Linked DNA regions of Sus scrofa: all the other regions are linked to region 3. Evidence: chromatin contacts called from public HiChIP or PLAC-seq data. All regions are on one chromosome and are shown on one strand. The core of a region is the stretch at or near the end of the contact, and the rest is flanking DNA. Distances in the headings are between cores, read along the strand shown.

Evidence for each region. HiChIP or PLAC-seq counts read pairs in DNA pulled down with a chosen protein or histone mark.
Region 1: an H3K27ac HiChIP or PLAC-seq map of skeletal muscle shows a contact between it and region 3, with 5 times the contacts expected there. The contact joins two enhancer-like sites. A contact is called at or near these places in 2 of 2 datasets of contacts at active chromatin or transcription factors (alveolar macrophages and skeletal muscle).
Region 2: a contact with region 3 is called in an H3K27ac HiChIP or PLAC-seq map of alveolar macrophages. The contact joins two enhancer-like sites. A contact is called at or near these places in 2 of 2 datasets of contacts at active chromatin or transcription factors (alveolar macrophages and skeletal muscle).

Annotation. Positions count from the first base shown.
Region 1 is chr6:153,144,327-153,148,576 of Sscrofa11.1, reverse strand. All of the region lies in intron 4 of FGGY (FGGY carbohydrate kinase domain-containing protein), which reads left to right. Among named protein-coding and RNA genes, the nearest start is that of FGGY, 67 kb to the left of the region's middle. Within about 2 kb of position 2,951, at least 31 of the 83 cell types and tissues checked have an H3K27ac peak or open chromatin away from gene starts, as enhancers often do. A contact at or near this core is called in alveolar macrophages and skeletal muscle, where this site is marked.
Region 2 is chr6:153,380,580-153,384,943 of Sscrofa11.1, reverse strand. All of the region lies in intron 3 of LOC102165506 (a long non-coding RNA gene), which reads right to left. Among named protein-coding and RNA genes, the nearest start is that of FGGY, 170 kb to the right of the region's middle. Within about 2 kb of position 2,068, at least 3 of the 83 cell types and tissues checked have an H3K27ac peak or open chromatin away from gene starts, as enhancers often do. A contact at or near this core is called in alveolar macrophages, where this site is marked.
Region 3 is chr6:153,651,019-153,654,917 of Sscrofa11.1, reverse strand. No RefSeq gene overlaps it. Among named protein-coding and RNA genes, the nearest start is that of JUN, 33 kb to the left of the region's middle. Within about 2 kb of position 2,212, at least 50 of the 83 cell types and tissues checked have an H3K27ac peak or open chromatin away from gene starts, as enhancers often do. A contact at or near this core is called in alveolar macrophages and skeletal muscle, where this site is marked.

The DNA of each region.
Region 1 (4,250 bases), core at 1,702-4,201, 510 kb after region 3:
CCAGACATAACTTTTTTGCAGAACAGATCCTGACTCACAGACTTTGAAAAACTTACAGTTTCCAAAGGAGACAGGTTGGGGGCTGGGGGTATGGGCTGGTGTTTTGGGATGGAAATGCTATAAAATTTGGTTGTGGTGATCATTTTGCAACTATAAATGTAATAAAATTCAATGAGTCAAAAAATAAATGGAAACTAAGGAAGAGGAGCTTGGAAAGGAGACAGAAAAGGAAGGATTAGAAGAAGGGCATGGAGGAGTCCAGGAGAAGGGGGTGGTTCAGAAGACCTCCTCACTCTGTTTGTCCAGATCTTCTACTTTTATCTCGTGTCTGTTGTAAGACCCCACCCACTCCCAAGCCTTCTCTTCTCTTAGGACCCTTCCTTCCAGAGACAATTCCACCTTCTAGTAACTGTGTTTTCTAACTCACCATAGCATCCTTCTCCATTCCTCCTCCTCTATTTTACTGTACTTTAGGGATGTGGAGCCCTCAACTAGTACTGGGCTGGGCATAAGAAATCTACATGTTAGTCTGTCTTTCCATTTATTTGATGAGTATCCTTGGAACAGTTGTTATCCCTTTATGGGTTTTAGTTTCTTCATCTGCAAGGTGAGGTTTATAACTTCTTGCCTTCCTCGCCTTGAAGAATTATACAGATCAGATGAGATCATGCATGTCAGAGCACTTTGAAACACATGAAGCTCTGCAGCAATAATTAGAGTGAGCCGCGTTGACTTATCAGACACTCCACCTTATTTCATTTAACCCTCACAACATCCTTTGAGGTTGATGCTAGTAACGTGGCATTTGAGGAAACAGGGGCTTAGAGAAATTAACTTGCCTAAAGCTACACAGCTGGGAATTGATGAGGACAATAATCAGACTCAGGTCTGCCTGACTCCAGAGTTCTTAGAGCCCACATACCAAAGCCTTGTTTTCCTAATGCATGTCATGGTATCACATTCCTGGACAAAGCCTGCTTTGGAGAATAGGATCAGTTTTCATACAAATGATAACATTTTTACGGTTGGGAAATCAGCTGCAGTGTGGATTATAAATTGACCTTTCTGTACAACGGTAGGGCTTTAGGGGAGCTGGAGGGAGGAAGATGCACATATGTATCCAGTTCTTGAAAATTAAATAATTTAATGTACAGTGGGGAGCTCCCACTGTGTTGCACGGAGATCAGCGGCGTCTTCGGAACGCTGAGATTCGGGTTTGATCCCCAGTCCAGCACAGTGGGTTAAGGATCCAGCATTGCCACATCTGCTGCTTAGGTTGTGACTGTGGCTTGGATCTGATCCACGGCCCGGGAGCTCCATATGCCACGGGGCAGCCAGAAATGGGGAAACACACACACACACACACACACACACACACACACAAAATGGAATTATTTCTTTTTGCAAATAAATTCTGTGAAGTTCAGTCCTCCTCTCAGGGGGGTGATCTACCTTAGCATTTCAGAGTTGTGTTTCTTGGAAGTTGTTCTCAGCAGTAGCATAAGCATTTATTCTGCTGGACCTTTAGACTTCAGCTCAAATCTCTCCCCCCATGAAGTCTTTTTTAGTCACCCTGGCCTCAAAGCCCCTTCCTCTTCTGAACTCTGTGATTACTCATTAGAGGCAGATATATGGCCACACACACAAAATATTATGATAAAGTTATGAGGCTGACTCACCAAACCTTGCTATCAGGCTCATTACATTATTGTCATACATCATCTTATTAATTACCGTTTCCTTTGCACACGTCTTTCTCCAGCGTTGTTGTAATTTCATCATAGAAGTGTCTGACTTTAAATTTCTTTGTACCTCCTGAAACTTTTTTTTTTTCCCCACGCGTTAGCTGGCTTTTGCCCTACAGGAATTTGTCTTTTTGAGATGGATTTAAGTGTGTGAATATATAGCTAGGACACAGCAAGAGATGGGGGGTAAGGGTGACATTTGAGCTGCATTTGAATCAAAGGTAGATGTTTGATCATGAGAGAAGATGGGAAAACAGTCTCAGTAGAGACCTCAACAGGGGCAGGAAAATATGAAGAAGTACAGTGTGTTTGGGGAAGGGAATGAAATGAGGTGAGATCAGGGTGGGGAGTGGCTAAGAGAGGGGGCAGTGAGCCCAGAAGAATTCATAAAAGTCGTGGCCAAGTTGGAGCTAGGTTGTCAAGTGTCCTGTGAGCCATGTCAAGCAGATAAAATGTGATTCTGGGCCACGAAGAACTGCAGGACCACTTTAAGCAAAGAGATGTCACCTTTGTGCGATGCCTCTGGTAGCACAAAGCTCTCAGCATATCTGTCTGACTGAAGTATCTCCAGCGTTTGGTCTCTTTCTCTGTGTATGAGAGTTTGAAACACAATTGTTTCATTCATTCTGGGAATTTTCGGGTTGGGGATTATGAACATGTTTTTCAGCATTTTTTTTTTTCTTTTCCCCAAAGAGTGAGCTTAAGGATTGAGTTTCTTCCTGAAACATCTTTCCTCTCCGGGTTATCAGCCTGTGCCCTGATTCACAGTCCTGGGTGGCGTGAGGATCAAGTTTTGCTTTTTGTTGGGTAGTTGTGCTGGAAAACAACATCGTGAGTATTTGGGATGTTCTGGCAGGATCACTTAGTGGGAGGAGAGTTTCATTCACTGCACACAGCAGGGAGCCCAATAGCTTCCCTTTGCAAGTCATAGCAAAACACTTAGATGAGCCTTTTTTAATTGGCCAGCCCCTTCTTTCTCATGCTGTTCCTAGAGCCTGGCGTCTCCCAACATACTTTGCAGTGTCTGCTTCATCTTCCACTCCTCACCCCAACACCCCCCTCCAGGTTCCCTTGGGATCTGGAAGCCAGCGGAGACCTCACCCCCTCCCTGGACAGGACAGTGAGAAGGCATGGAAGAGGGTTCCAGCTCTGTGCCCCAGCCTGGTGGGCTGGCTGCTGCCTGGCCCTGAATCTTGGATCTATTACTCCATCTCCGCCCTCTGCTGAGCCCTGCAGCTGTGTGTGTTTTGAGTGGTAGCCACCTCCCAAGAAAGGCTGTGGTTTTATGAAGTAATAGATGATTTTATAAAAAAAGAGTTGTTCTCTTTGGTTGCTTTCAAGCCTGAGGGATCGCTTAGCTCAAAGGATTGTTATTGGAATGCGGGAGCCTCTATTGCCAAGTCACACACCCCAATCACTGCTGATTTCTCTCCCTCTCTCTTTTTTTTTTTCTTTCTTCTTTCTTGAAAAGACTAGTTTTTGTTAGTTGCTTGGTAACTGGGACATAGACTTTGCTCCTTCAGCACAGAGAGCTCTGCTCCTCATTTGAATCCGATTCAGTGCTTACACAGTGAGGTGTGCCTGACATTGGCATGCGCTGGGGACATGCTCTGTGTTTCCTGTAACCTGTGCACCATTTGTGCCCGGAGGTTGTTATCAAGGTCTTAGAATTTAAGTGAGTTGCCCCGGATTGAAAGTGAGAGCTCTAATATTAGGAAAAAAAAAATTAAAAATATGTTGGGGAGGGCTTTTCTTTGTTTTGTTTTGGTTTTTTGTTTTTCTCTCTGTAAAGAATGGTAAAAGCTTCCATCACGATGCTTCCAAAAGGCCAAAACCCACAGCTCTGCTAGATCTGGGAGCCTTCGGGTGGTGACTGTGGCCTGGGCAAAGGAACTGTCACCTTAGAGCAGGAAGCCCTGGGCTATGACCTTGTCGTTCAAACCTAAGTTTCTACATCCTTTGTAGGCACCTGTCCCCCACCGCCGCCCTGAGAATCCAAGGAGAGGAGGTGTGCGGGGGCACTCTTGTAAGCTGTGGAAGGACCTACGAAGAGAATCACCGTGTCTGATGCAAGCCCAGTGGTTCCAAGGGTAGATTAATTCAGTAACATCGAGACCCTTGGCTGTGGTTGTCCTCTCTGGGGCGAGGGAGAGATGGAGAGATTTTCCCATGGCCCTGGATTAAAAATCCATCCACGGGGGCTCATAGGCCCTTTGCCAATCTAGCATGTGATGACTAAGCACTTGTGAATCATGGAGCTCAACTTCAGAACAGCATGGGAACCTCGTAGGTAGTGTCAGCATCTCCAAGTAAGGGGTCAGGCTCCTGGAAAAAGTCCCACTCGTCCAGGCAGACTCTTCCCCCACTTCCCTCTGCTGGCCAAGCTTCAGACTTTGCTTTTGTGGGGAAGGCAGAGGGTACACACTGCTGCTGTCTTCTCCCCAGAGACCCTGTGCATCCTTTTAGGGAAACACTCCTCGCAAGTTTCTCATCCTGTGGGGAGGT
Region 2 (4,364 bases), core at 819-3,318, 270 kb after region 3:
ACATTTTAACTACCAGGTCTTGTTAGACTCTCCTTTTGTCTAGAATGAGTCCCCAGTTTTTAATTTATTTTTGGTTGTTTTTTTAAGACTTTCATGCTAGCGAAAAATCGGAAGAGTCCTGGCTAGTTGTTGTGCAGAATGTCCCTCAGTTTGGATTTATCAGATTATTTCTTCTTAACTAGATCCAGTTTGATCAGTTTTGTCATGAGTACCATACGGATGAGGTTGAGCCCTTCTCAGGGTCTCACATCAGGGGCCACAGGATGTCCCATCATTGGTGACACCCTCTTTGATCATGTGGCCAAGTGGTGCCCACCCAATTTCTCCACTGTGAAGACAGCTTTGTAGTTGATAAGTAGCTTATAGACTGGTGGTTTGAGGCTATGACTATCCTTTTTCCCATTTTTTTCACCTAATGGTTTTAATATCCAGTGATGATTCTTGTTTGAATCCAGTATTATGGTGGTTGAAAAAATGGTGATTTTCTATGCTGAACTTTCCTGCTACATTTCTTAATTGATGTTCTTTAGTGAAAAAGAACCTTCCTCACCACCCACTTTCAGGATGTGTCCACTCTCGGCACTCTTGGTGCTTGGGTTACACTGACCAAGATTCAAATTCCATTCAAATTCAAAGGCCAACTGGTTTAGCTTAGGGAAGATGATGCAACTTAATTCACAATTCCACTAAGGCTGGGGGAGGGGTCATCCCTCAAAGAAAGCTTGAGATGCAATCTTTAAAAGTGGCAGAAGCGGAAGCCAGGCAGGCAAAAACAGAAACTATTCATTATGGCAAAGAGTTACTGTTCTAGGGCCGCTCCCTCGACATATGGAGGTTCCCAGGGTAGGGGTCTAATCAGAGCTGCAGCCGCCGGCCTATGCCAGAGCCACAGCAACACAGGATCCAAGCTGCATCTGCGACCTACACCATAGCTCACGGCAATGCCGGATCCCTAACCTACTGAGTAAGGCCAAGGATCGAACCCGCAACCTCATGGTTCCTAGTCGGATTCGTTTCCACTGAACGACAACGGGAACTCCAAGGAGTTACTCTGGATGGGGCTTCTTCCCATCGCTACCTGAGACATCCTAGGCCCCCAAATAGCAGTGGCTTAAAAACAATAGAAAGAAATCTTAGGTCAACACATCAGTAAGCTATTCAGGAATGGTTGGGTCTCATACTGGCCCAGACTCCTTCTATCCTTTGCTTCATTGGGTGTGGCCATCATTCCCAAGGTTACCTCTTGGTCCCCCATAGCTCCCCTAGCTTAAGTTTTCACTCTATATTTCAACCAAAGGAAACAAAGTAGAAGAAAGCCATTCCCTTTAGGATATTTTCTGGAATTCGGACATACCATTTTTCCTGGTATTCTACTAGGCACCATTTACTCACATGGCTGTGCCTTGCTACAATGAAAAGAGAGCAACTATGGTCTTGGGTCCAGACAGCTGTTTGCCCAGCTAAGAACAAAAAGCTCTGTTACAACAGAGGAAGGAGAAAACCCAAAGTAGAATTGGTCTCTTCCACAGACCCCACAAAGTACATGCTTGTTTTAAAGGGGAGAAAAAGCAGAACTCAGGAAGCTTGAACAACCTGGTCAATGTCACACAGACAGTAAATTATTGCGTCTGATGCTAAATGGTGCTATACTAAAGTAATTCTGTTTTTATCTTATTCGATCCACTTTCTAACTCTATATCAATGTAGATTTGTTAAATCGCCTTCTTTGTGGAGTGAGTTGACGCCTCATGACATAATGCCTCTAGTGATAGCAGGTCTTTCTTAGAAACTTAGAAACGTGCTGTTCATTCCTGGCCAATGTTCCCTGGACAACAGTGCAGACAGCTGAAACCCTGATACGTACGTGGTGGTGACAAGAGATGCAGATGGAAAATAGAATGGCAGTGGGTGTGTGTTGGAAAATACCCCAGCCTGGGAGCCTGGATACCAAGTCTCCAGTCCCAGCTCAGTCACTCATTAATTGTGTGATCCTGGTCTCATCATGACCCTCTGTCCCTCAGCTCCCTCCTCCACGTGTTCCTTCCAGCTCCGATTCTCTCTTGTTTTAGGCAATATCTGCTTGCATGATGACTCAAACTGGAATCTGGATTCGAAGAGCACAAAACCTCTACTTCCCTATGTGATGCAATTTTAGAATCTCTTGGATAGCAAGGTCACACTTGCTAATTGGGTTTGCATTATAAAATCTCATAGGATTAATGGTAAATGTTCATTAACCAGAATGTCTTTGAGAGTAGGAATCATGTTTGATTTTTCTTATGGTTATTTCCCCAGCAACTATTGAAGCCCCTGGTACACGCAATATTGATTGACTTATTGACCGACCTAGACAATGTCCTTGCTAGACAGACATGTGTGATAAATTATTCCCCTCCCCCCTCTCCTCAAGAGCAAGCAGGAGCTTCAAGGGAAGGAGTTAGAAAACTCAGATTTACACAGCAATTATTTTCAATTTACTTTTCACAATAACTCTTCAAGAAAGCTCTAATAATCCTCTTTTTTATGGTTGAGAAATCCAAGATGTGGAAGGATGAAGTAACTTCTTAAAAACAACATAGTTTTTGACAAGAAATGTTCAGAAACTAGATGAGGAAAACTATAAAACACACCTGAAAACACAAAAATAGATGCGCAGCATTTCTGCCCCCTGTTATTGCTCAGAGCAACTTACAAGGCCATCCCAAATTCAAGGGCAGAGGAAACAGACTCCACCTTTTGCTGAGAGGAGCAGCAAGTAATTTGTGTTTGATAATCTATCACAAATATGCACGTGTGAAAAAGAGCGAGGTATATCTCTGGGAATGAATATGGGGTGACCTCCAGGAGAACAAAGCAAAGTGTGAAAGGGTACATATGGTGCAAAAGCATACACTTTGTGTGAGAGAGAATCAGAAGTAAGGAAACATAAACGTATCTTTCTGCTGACTTTTGCAAAAAGAAATACGGGAATGATAAAGCAGGCAGCAGTCAAGGTGGTTACCTACCAGGGCTTGAGGGAGGGAGATTGAAAGGACCGTGAGAAAGAACATCCCTGAGTCTACTTTTTAGGAGAGCTTTGACTTTGGAAGCATGTTCACGTTTTAAATATTCAAAAAATAAAATTAAATCAACAAGGAAAATGTAAAGCTGAATACAAATAGAAATAAACATACCAGGAATTACTCCAGTTACTGGAGCGAAAAAAAAAAAAAACAAAAACACCTTCTATAAAAGACATTATTGGTCTAATTGAAAAAAAAAACTGGATCATAGACTGTATCTAAATTATTCTATTAATGTTAAAGTTCCTGCAACTGCACTGAGGTTATATTAAGAAAATATCCTCTGCAGGTTTGATCCCTGGCCTTGCTTAGTGGGTTAAGGATCTGGTGTTGCAATAAGCTGCAGTGTAGGCCACAGATGTGGCTTGGATCTGGCATTGCTGTGGCTGTGGCATAGGCCAGCAGCTGCAGCTCTGATTCGACTCCCAGCCTGGGAACTTCCATATGCCACAGGTGTGGCCCCAAAAAGAAAAAAAAATACTTTATTGTTAAAAAACACGAACCCTGGCAGTGCAAGATTGCCACAAACCAATCTGTAAAAATGTAATATCTGCTAAATGCAATAAAGCAAAGCACAACAACAACAACAAAAAGAAAACATCCTCATTCTTAGGTCGTATACACTAAAGTCCTCAAAGGTGTGATGTATGCAGCATGATGATATATGCAATCTACTCTCGAGTGGCTCCAAAAATAAATTTATATTATTATACGATATTACAGAGTGTCTGCAAAATCATAGTACAGTTTTAAGCTGTAATAATTTTAGAAGCATAAATGCTAAAAAACCTACAAGCTGTGGCATTTTAAAGTTTATTTATATTATGGGAGTTCCCATTGTGGCTCAGTGGGTTAAGAACCTGACTAGTACTCATGAGGACTCCAGTTTGATCCCTGGCTTCACTCAGTGGATTAAGGATCCAGTGTTGCTGTGAGCTGTGGTATAGGTCATAGAAGCTCAGATCTGGGATTTCTGCGACTGTGGTGTAGGCCGGCAGCTATAGCTCCTATTCAACCCCTAACCTGGGAACTTCCATATGCTGTGGGTGTGGCCCTAAAAAGAAAATTAAATAAATAAAACACATCTTGCTCCTCAAAATTTCTAAAAGAAATAAAAAATAAAGCTTACTCATTTCTTTTACATTTATTTAGTTTTGAGACTTTTGAACAACTTTTCATCTTAGTTTTTTGTTTCAGATCATTTTTGTTGGTTTCTGAGTGTAATTTTGTTGTTTTGTGTTTGTCTTTTTAGGGCTGCTACTGCAGCATATGGAGGTTCCCATGTTAGGGGTCGAATCGCAG
Region 3 (3,899 bases), core at 963-3,462:
AGAGTTCAGGGAAATTATGTAAATCACTCAGGGGCAAATCATTCCGTGGCTTTGGCCAGATGATGGCTGTTCTGTGATACCATCACCTGCTGTCCCTTGAGACCAACCAGTAGCTCCTTGAGCGCTTAGCATGATTTGGGTATTCCAGAAATATGTGCAGAAAGGTGGAAGGAAGCAGGAAAAGGGTAGTGTTGGAAGGCTGAGATAGTCTTTCCTAATGTCTCCTGACTCCACCCCTAATCTACTCAGTGTCTTCTCCCAAAGGTACTCCAGGAAATGGTTCCTTGCCCCCATATTAAAATGATCTGTTACCGGGAGTTTCCGTTGGGCTCAGAGGTCTCGAACCCGACTAGTATCCACTAGGACTCGGGTTCGATCCCTGGCCTTGCTCAGTGGGCTAAGGATCGAGCATTGCCGTGAGCTGTGGTTTAGGTTGCAGATGTGGCTGGGATCTGGTGCTGCTGTGGCTGTGATGCAGGCTGGCAGCTGCAACTCCAGTTCAACCCCTAGCCTGGGAATATCCACGTGCTGCAGGTGCGGCCCTAAAAAGACAAAAAAAAAAAAAAAAAAAAGAGAGAGAGAGACTTGTTAACTGTCTGATTCTTCCTTAGGCGGGGACTGGTGAGGTGAGCTCTGTGTCTGGGTCATGGTGATCTCCCCAAGGCCTGGCATTCGGTAAATATGTGCGTATAAATTCTGTCCTTTGTGGGGATTTTCTGCCCAAGCTTTCCTCTTGGTCATGAGATCTAAAGCAAAGGAGCCGAGGCTTCTGGGACAGTCCCTGAGGGTCACTGGGCACATACTGATGGAGGGCCAATGACAGGTTAGTGTGTACCACCCCCAAGCCACTCCTGACAATGGCCTCCCACACCCACTCACTGCTAGATGGACCCAAAGGACTGGGTGATTGACCCATTCTGCTCACCTTCTTGGAACCTGATGCTGGCTGGCCAGTGCCCAGAGCACGGGTCTAAGTGTCACATGATGAATCCTAAGGGTTTGTTGGCTATAGCTTGGTGCACAAGTCACTGTGCATGCTGGGTGGCTTGAGTTGAATCTACCTGACTGATGGCTCGTCCACAAGTCTCATGAGAACCAGAACAATAGGCAGCCACATTGAGCAACCAGCTTCCCTTCCTCGCCCCCGGCAGCAACTGGGCCAGGGAAAGTGAAGAAACCTGTTCTGGGTCTCCGCGGGGTGGGCGTGGGCGGGGCCCTGCCGGGAAAGGGGCGGCTGGACCAGTTTCTGTTGCTCCCGGACCGGATGCAGCCCCGTGACTAGGGCGGAGGCCAGAGAAATGCGCGCCCTGGGCGCACCTGTCTGACCTCCAGGGCGACGTTGGCTTTGGCAATGATAAGACTAGAGGCTCTAGGTCAGCGGTCACGGGCGGGCGTGAGACTTCCGGCTGCCAAATCAGGCGAGCGGGCGGGGTGGCAGCGAATCAGCTGACAGGTGGAACTGGAAGATAGAGGCTTTGGACGTCCTGTGGGTAGGGGAAGGAAAACCCGGCAAGGGGCGGCGCCCAGAAACAGCTGGGTAGCTGGGTCATTGTGCGGCTGTCCTGAGGTCGCAACCGCCTCTTTTGCGCTTTACCCCTGCGGCCCCCCACCCCCACCCCGAGGGGCACGGAACTGTTGGGTAGAAAGAACACTGGACAGAATTGTATTTGAATCCAGCTGTTCCATCTACCGGCTTCTGTGTTCAAGGGCAAGTGACTTCGCCTACCTATCGGATCCAGAGTTTCGCTAGATGAAAAATGGGAATAAATTCTCTCAAAGCCTGGTGTGAGGAGTCAATGAAATCACATAGGAACAATGCCTAGCACACGAGTAGGTGCCCATAAAGGGGGTTCCCTTTCCCTTCTTTGTTTCAGACCCAGATCTCACTCCCAGCCCCGAAGTCGCTCCCCAGACGACCCTAGGACGGCGGCAACTGGGTGGCAGGCTCCCTAGCTTGATAATAACTCGAGAATCATTTGAGCCTCACTCAGTCAAACTATCAGATAGGATGGGGCGTGTGGAAGGATTCCCAAGGCCCCCTTGGGTCGTGTTTCCGTGATCCTGGGGCTGGGGTGGGGGGGATTTCAACGCATTCTTTGAGTTAGGTTATGTATTTATTCACAGATTCCTATCGGGCGAGGGCTGGTTCTTACTGCCTCCCCAGGCGACGTTCCCGGCCAGCCAGTATTTCGTCCATACAAGGCCAGCTTCCACCCGCGGCTTTTGCGTAAATAAAGCCCAGCCTTCCGCCGCAGGTTGCCGCGGGTCCCGCCCCCGGAGCCGCCAGTGCGGGAGGCAGGACCGATGCCATCCGCTGCAGGCGGGCCTGGGGAGGCTGGGAGCTGGCCACGCCCCGGCCGGGTGCTGGGGGGATGGGGGTGGGGGGAGCACCAGAAGGAGCAGGGTGAAGAAATCCAGGCTTAAGCCGTCCGAGTTCCCACCCGTTAGCACCGTCCTTCATGGGTCACTCAGCAGGCCCTTGATAAACATCATCCCTAATCCTCCCTGCAACTCTGCGAGTGTTCTCCCCAGTTTATAATCGAGAAACTGAGGTTTAGCAAGTGTAAATGGCTTAGACGAGGTCCCATAGGCAAAAAATGGCAGACCGAGAAATTCTAACCGAACATAACTGGTTGCAAAAGCCAGCCTTTTCCCCACCCTATTGGACATCAGTGAGATCGCAAAAGTCTTAATGGGCAAGAATAAAACAATAACCACAACTAATCAGATTAACAGATGAAAGGGAGTTGAAAGGGCCTTCCAGAGCTTCCACTGGTGTCTCAAACAGGGGATCAAGAACCACAGGATAAATCACAGACTATATTTCCTGGGTGACAATTTCACTCCTTTTTAAATTAAAAAAAAATTAAGACTGACAATGATGGAGAAGAATATAACTTTCAGAATTGTGGTAGCTGAAAGTAGGAAACTTCAAAGAAATTTCAGGCTGTTTTCACAACGTACATCTTTCGCTTGACTGTGCAGAAACATTAACGTCAATTACACAGATGGGCAAACTGAGGCCCGAAACCACTCTCCCCGGGGCCAAAGCGGGAGGAGAACCAAGACACCCAGGCTTTCGGCCTGGGGTGCTTTCTGCTGAGGGCGGGGGGTCCTGTTTGTAAATAGGTGTCCTCCGACAGCCACTGCTGATTTTGTCACCAAGCCAACCAAGTGGGCGCGATTCTGAGTAATTGCAGGGAATCAGCGCGGCTGGGGTAAAAGCAAAAGGGACGCGCGGGAGGGCGGCTGGTCCAGAGCCCAGGCGCAGGCGGAGCCACAGCCCGGATTCCCGCTGGGCGAGCAGGCGGGAGGAGTCAGGTGCCAGCGACTCTTGAAGGTTCTGCCCCTCACTCGGTGCAAGCTGCCAGCACAGCAAACCACAGCCCTGCTCCTGTCCCACCTGCTGGACCCGTCTGCGTCTGCGACAAGGGAGACCCCGCCCAAACCCACTCGTCTAGGCTCGGGCAAGGAAGATGCACTGGGACCTCTGGCCAGCCTGCCCAGACCCGTGGGACTGGCTGCCCTCTCCTTGCGCGTGGGGGGACCTTGGAGTTCTTAGGTTTGGCTTTAAATCTGACCCTAATATTTGTTGCTTAAGCTCTCTCACTCTCAGTTTCTGTATCTGTCAAATGGAGGTTAGTGACTCTTACCTCATATAATTGCTGTGAGAAGTAAATGTGTGCCTATCCATAAAGGCCTAGAATATTTAAAAAACTTATTAAATGCTCTTTTGCTATTACCGTTAGCAGGCCTGAGTGGGAATCTCAGGCCAATTCAGAACTGATGACCTGGCCAGATGTGCTTTCTTCAGTTCCCCCACCTGGAAAAGGGAGCTTCATTATACTTTACATCACAGGGTGGGGGTGAGGACAGATCCCCAGCATCTGGCAAGTCCA